Regions from separate parts of the Mus musculus genome. Here region 2 is linked to region 1. Evidence: chromatin contacts called from public HiChIP or PLAC-seq data. All regions are on one chromosome and are shown on one strand. Each heading gives the region's core, a stretch centred on a gene start, on an enhancer-like site or on the middle of the called end of the contact. The rest is flanking DNA. Distances are from core to core; before and after follow the strand shown.

Evidence for each region. HiChIP or PLAC-seq counts read pairs in DNA pulled down with a chosen protein or histone mark.
Region 2: an H3K4me3 HiChIP or PLAC-seq map of embryonic hindbrain shows a contact between it and region 1, with 4 times the contacts expected there. The contact joins the enhancer-like site here to the promoter of Tnfrsf21 in region 1. A contact is called at or near these places in 4 of 39 promoter capture datasets (the C10 cell line, cranial neural crest, maxillary cranial neural crest and 1 more), 1 of 15 datasets of contacts at CTCF or cohesin (large pre-B cells) and 2 of 115 datasets of contacts at active chromatin or transcription factors (embryonic hindbrain and stem cell-derived neural progenitor cells).

What each region holds. Positions count from the first base shown.
Region 1 is chr17:43,015,186-43,017,888 of GRCm38.p6, reverse strand. It overlaps Tnfrsf21 (tumor necrosis factor receptor superfamily, member 21), which reads right to left and starts at 1,334. Exons shown (of 6, transcript NM_178589.3): 1 at 797-1,334. The coding sequence starts at 892.
Region 2 is chr17:43,433,211-43,435,913 of GRCm38.p6, reverse strand. The region is part of intron 10 of Adgrf5 (adhesion G protein-coupled receptor F5); the gene reads right to left. Among named protein-coding and RNA genes, the nearest start is that of Gm25135, 20 kb to the left of the region's middle. Within about 2 kb of position 1,378, at least 4 of the 459 cell types and tissues checked have an H3K27ac peak or open chromatin away from gene starts, as enhancers often do.

The DNA.
Region 1 (2,703 bases), core at 85-2,584:
TCTTTCCCCTCCCCCTCGACTGAGAGCCACAGCGCCGGTTGGCTCCAAGCCTGTGCTTTAGAGGCGCCTGGGTCTCTGGGTCCTTCTTCTCCTCCTCCCCCTCCCACCCCACCCCCACCACCCACCCGGGCTCCTTCTTCTTCTTCTTCTTTTGGCTTGCAGAAATCAGGACCCATCTGAACTAAGAGGGAGGAGAGAAGCAAGGAAGCTGAAGCAAGGGGTGGCCTGCGCCCTACTCCGGAAAGCTTCGCGCGCGGAAGCATGCAGCGGTTGCTCGCGTCCGGAGCGCACCGATCCGGCTGTCTCCACTGCGGTAGCATCCGGACATGACATTGCAGTAGCGACAAAGGAGCGGCCACAACCGGCAGCTGGCTACTGACAGGACTACTCGGGCCTCGCACCGCGCCGAGGGTCTGGCAGCGAATGATATTGGGGTGAGGCTGGGTGTTGGGGTGCGAGATAGGCCGAGTCGGGGGCAAAAACCCAAAAATGCGCAGGACCTCGAGGCGGACACCTCTCGCGCCTCCTTCAAGCAGCCAGATTGCAAGAAAAATAATTCTTTAACACTCACTAGCCTTAGCTCACCACACACACACACACACACACACACACACACACACACACACACACGATCTAGTAGGAGTCCTCCTCGGTCTGGCTATTGCCTTGTAACCAACCCTTCCAACCCGTCTGGTCCCACCGCGCGCCTCCGGCACTACGGGCCCGAGGACCCGCCCGGCTCCCGGACACAGGCTCGAACGTAGCCGCCACCCTAGGGTCCCCTCCTATCGCTCACCAGGAGAAGAGAGCCGGCGACCATCGTGGCTCCGACTTGGCCGGCGGTGCGGCTGCAAGAGGCGAGGGCGGTGATGCTGCTTGCCCGGGTCCCCATGGCCGAGCTCGGGGCTCGCAGCGGCGCCCGGGGCGCTCGGCCCCACGGCAGCTGGAATTGGTGGCTGTTTCTGCCCAGCGCCGCATCCACCGCCGCCTCACGGGCGGTGAGCCCATCTACCTCCAGCAGCCCATGTGCACTGCAGCAGCCAGGCACCCAGGCGGAAGAGGGAGGCAGCAGGGGAGGCTCCGAAAGGCGCTCAGCACCTGCCCAGGGGCGCTGGCGCCCGGGCGGTGAGAAGCAGGCGCGCTCGCAACCCGCGCCTCCCGGTGCTCTCCAACGACAGCGGCTGCGGAGAACCAGAGAGCAGGGCTAGCCGCGACAGTGCTAAAGAGCGACTTCCCATAGCGAAGCTTCCAGCCACTATCAAGCACTCGCCTCCTCCGCTGCCTAGACCGGCCGGCGAGGGACTGAGTCGGATGGCCACTCAGCTCGGGGACACACGTGGTGGCGCCGAAGGGGCGGAGAACGACCCTTTGTGATGTCACCCGGGAGGAGGCCGGGCTCTTTGTGCAGATGGAAAGAACTCAAGGCGCTCCAGAAACCGAGGGGAAGGAGAGGGTGCCCCTTGGCGTTAGCTGGAGGAATTGCGTTTGCTTGTTAACCTGCACACACCCCTCACCCCGACTTAACTTTAAAAAAAAAAAATGATTCCAAGTAGATTGTATGTAAAACAGAGACTATTTTCTTTTCCTAACATAAATATTAACAACAGCCAATATAACTTGCGCATAATGGCGCAGGCCTGTATTTTCATTGCCAGGAAAGCTGAGGAAGGAGAATTTGAAGTTGGAGGGAAATTCTGAGCTACACAGAAAACTCCTATCTCATGCATGCATGCATGCATGCATGCATGAATGAATGAATGAATGAATGAATGACCTGAGCATAACGGTGCCATTAAGCACTCTGTATAATGAGAATATGAACTTCTCCAATTCCAGGCCAGCCAAAATTGGAGTTCTACACAAGCCTGGCTTACAGAGCAAAATCCAGTCTCAGAAATCAATCAATCAATCAATCAATCAATCAATCAATTAAAGGAGCTAGAAAAAAAGCAAAAACCATGGAGCTTACATCAATTGCCAGACACAAAGAGACGTGTGTGTTGGTTCCCAAACTGCTGTGTTTTGAGGTCTGCTGTGTTCTCACAGTGGAGCAAAAGGAAAAAGCAAGTGTAGTCTCGGCATTTATGTGTGGCTCCCCTGCTTCCTGACTGCAGACCCGGTTTAACCAGCTGCCTCCTCTCCTCTCCTCTCCTCTCCTCTCCTCTCCTCTCCTCTCCTCTCCTCTCCTCTCCTCTCCTCTCCTCTCCTCTCCTCTCCTGCAATAACTGTATCCCTGAAACTGTTAGCCAGAAGAAACCTCCCCGTCTCTCAGTATTGTTGGCTATTTGTTCTCAGCAGTGAGGAACCTGGACAGAAACAACACTAAGCATCCCTGACAGGGAGTTGCCATGGTAGGAGCCCTATTTCCTTCCTTGCCAGTTACTACATGGAGAGTTGGTTCTTTTTCTCGGCATTCTTTGGAAGAATGAGATGTATTTAAAAATTAATATGAGGATTAATCCTACTCTCATCTTTCAAACATCTGCCAGTTAAAGAAATAAAACATATATTTAAAAAAGCTTGACCATAAACCCTGAAGGGGAATGCTGTAATATTAAGTTTCCAGTAAAAAATTTTTTTAAATTCTGAAAAATACTATCCTTAAATACAGAATTTTGTGAAAGGGGGTGATATTTCAACTTGAAATTCTCAAACTCTCTCCGAGGCTTCCAAAAGTGAAGGGGGATTACTATGTCTTCATGT
Region 2 (2,703 bases), core at 129-2,628, 420 kb before region 1:
AATGAGAAATGTCCCTCGTAGGCTCACGTGTTTCAACACTTAGTCCCCAGTTCACATTGCTCTTTGGGAAGGTAACAAAACCTTTAGGGTGTGGGAATTTGCTAAAGGAAGCACATCACTGTGAGGTGGGCTTTACGTTTTCATAGCCTGGTCCACTTCCCATTCTCTCAGATCCCTGTGTGTGGATGAGACATTATCACTCTGCTTGCTGACTGCCAGGCCTTCTCCTTCATGGTGGACTGTGTCTGCTCTGGGACTGAAAGCCAAAATCAACCCTGGTTCTCTAGTTTGTCCTTCAGTCAGGGTATTTGATCACAACCACAGGAAAGTAGGGAGTCCAAGCAGCCTTCCTCCCTAAGTGTCTATTCAGGTCACTCCACTCATCTCCACTCTTTTTCTCTTTGACAAAATCACTTCTAACTCTCTAAGGCCTGCCCTCCGTTCATCCTTTCTTGAACCTAGCTCTTATGAGAAAGCCACACCTGCACTAAGGATCCTACAGGTTTGACACACTGTAGATGGGGAGAACGTTGCCTCTCTCTGCAGGTCAAATCTTAGTCTGCTTACATGAAAGCTGCTCTAGCCCCACCCCCTCTCATGATGCTTCTGCATTTGATACCTGAGGGCTTCCCATTCCTGTCTTGTCATTAGATCTTTGAAACTGGCCTTTGTCACCCTCTACTTTTGTCAAAAGTGTTTCCTTACGGCTAACGGCACCTTCTCTTTCCTCCATCTTGGGCTTCTCCTCATGTTGCCTCCACTGCCAGCCATCTTCTTTCAGCAGTAGCTGTGTGAGCCTCCCTTGGGGCCTTCCTTGTTTTTCCTGTTTTCATCTTCCTGGGCTTCCTTTCAAGGGCCCTCTCCTGAGCATCCTTCTTAAATGCCTATGTTGCTCCTGGTGTTATCCCCAGCCACACCCCTCCACCCCATCCTATTCCACTGTTGCTCCTCTTTGCTTCACTCCCTTGGCAACATCAGCCCCCCACCCCACCCCGAGGCTCCTGCTATGAACTGAGATTGGATGACTTCCCTCACTACTCTAAGAGGAATGATCTGGTTGGAAACTCTGAAGGCAAATTCCCAATGTTGATTTGACATCTCTGGTACCTCAAACTCAACACGTGCGATTTCTTTATTTTTCCCCAGACAGAATTCGCACATCCAGGGTTTCCTGCCAGTGCTATTGGCAGGAACCCAAATTAAAACACTTAAAGCCGCTTTAATTACCCGAACTTCCTCACATTGTGCTTCCACTCGCTTATGAAAACCCTGTCTGAGCTTACACTCCTGAAACATGGCCATCTCCAGCAGTGAAAGGTCACTCCCTACCCACCACCCCTGCCCCCCGGGCCCCGCTGTTTGTTGTCTGAACTTTGCAACTGATTACATCTGGGCTTCAATTCAGAATTAATTCTCTCTTCAACTTACTCACTGTGCCACCTGGAAGTTTCATTTTCTTTTTGTGGTTGACTTGGTTTGGGTTTTGAGACAGGGTCTCACTCTATAGCCCAAGCTTGCTTTGAAAGTGCTGTGTTGTTTTGGTTAGTGTTTTACTGCTGTGAACAGATACCATGACCAAAGCAAGTCTTATAAAAAACAATATTTACTTGGGGCTGGCCTACAGGTTCAGAGGTTCAGTCCATTATTATCAAGGTGAGAGCATGGCAGTATCCAGGCAGGCATGGCACAGGCAGAGCTGAGAGTTCTATGTCTTAATCCAAAGGCTGCTAGTGGAAGACTGACTTCCAGGCAACTAAGGTGAGGATCTTATGCCCACACCCACAGTGACACACCCATTCCAACCAGGTCACACCTATTCCAACAAGGCCACACCTCCAGATGGTGCCACTCCCTGGTCCAAGGATATACAAACCATTACATGTGTAATCTAGTCTGGCCTTTAATTTGTGATTCTCCTGCCTCAGCTTCCTGGGCTTCAAGTACAAGTAGTCGATCATGATGTCCAGTGAAAGTTTAGGTTTCTAACTTGAGCTCTGAGCATCTAATTTCCTTTCACCTTTAAATGCTTACTGTGGGTACCGAGTAAAGTCAAATGCTCTTAACACAATGTGTGCCACTGAAGGACCACAGGTTAGACATATCCCTGAGAGGCAGACACATAGAGAGAGGACCTGAAAACAGATACTGAAGATGGCAAACTTCCAGCTTATTCCTCACCCTCCTGACCTGAGACCTAAGTCTGGTATCTCAAAACAAAGACTACATGAGCTTTCTCCTCCCACTGGTACTCCCCCTTCCCCACCCCTATCCATCAGCAGGACATGCTGATGTCAATGTTGTAGGCCTATCAGACTCCCTATCTGTTAGGTTTCAAACCCAGGACTCGAATCCTAACCCTGTTAATATACAGGCACTTTCACCCCCTACTCTCAGGGACCTAGCAACAGCTTATGTCATCACCTGCCACAGTCAGGTGCGCCAGGTGCACTAGGTGTGTGCTGTGGACAAAGGGACCTGGCCACCACTCCAGGTCTTTCTCTCTGTGTGCTCCTCCTTTCTAGTCTCTGCACACAGTCAGGCTCCTTCCTTCCCTCTCTCTCTCCCTCCCTCCCTCGCTCGCTCCCTCCCTCCCTCCTCTGCCTTCTCTCTCTGTCTCCCTGTTCATGTCGATTTCTCTAGCCTTGTCTCCTGAGACAGGTGAACCCACCTGAGAGCTGTTCCCAAATAAACCTGCTTTTATGC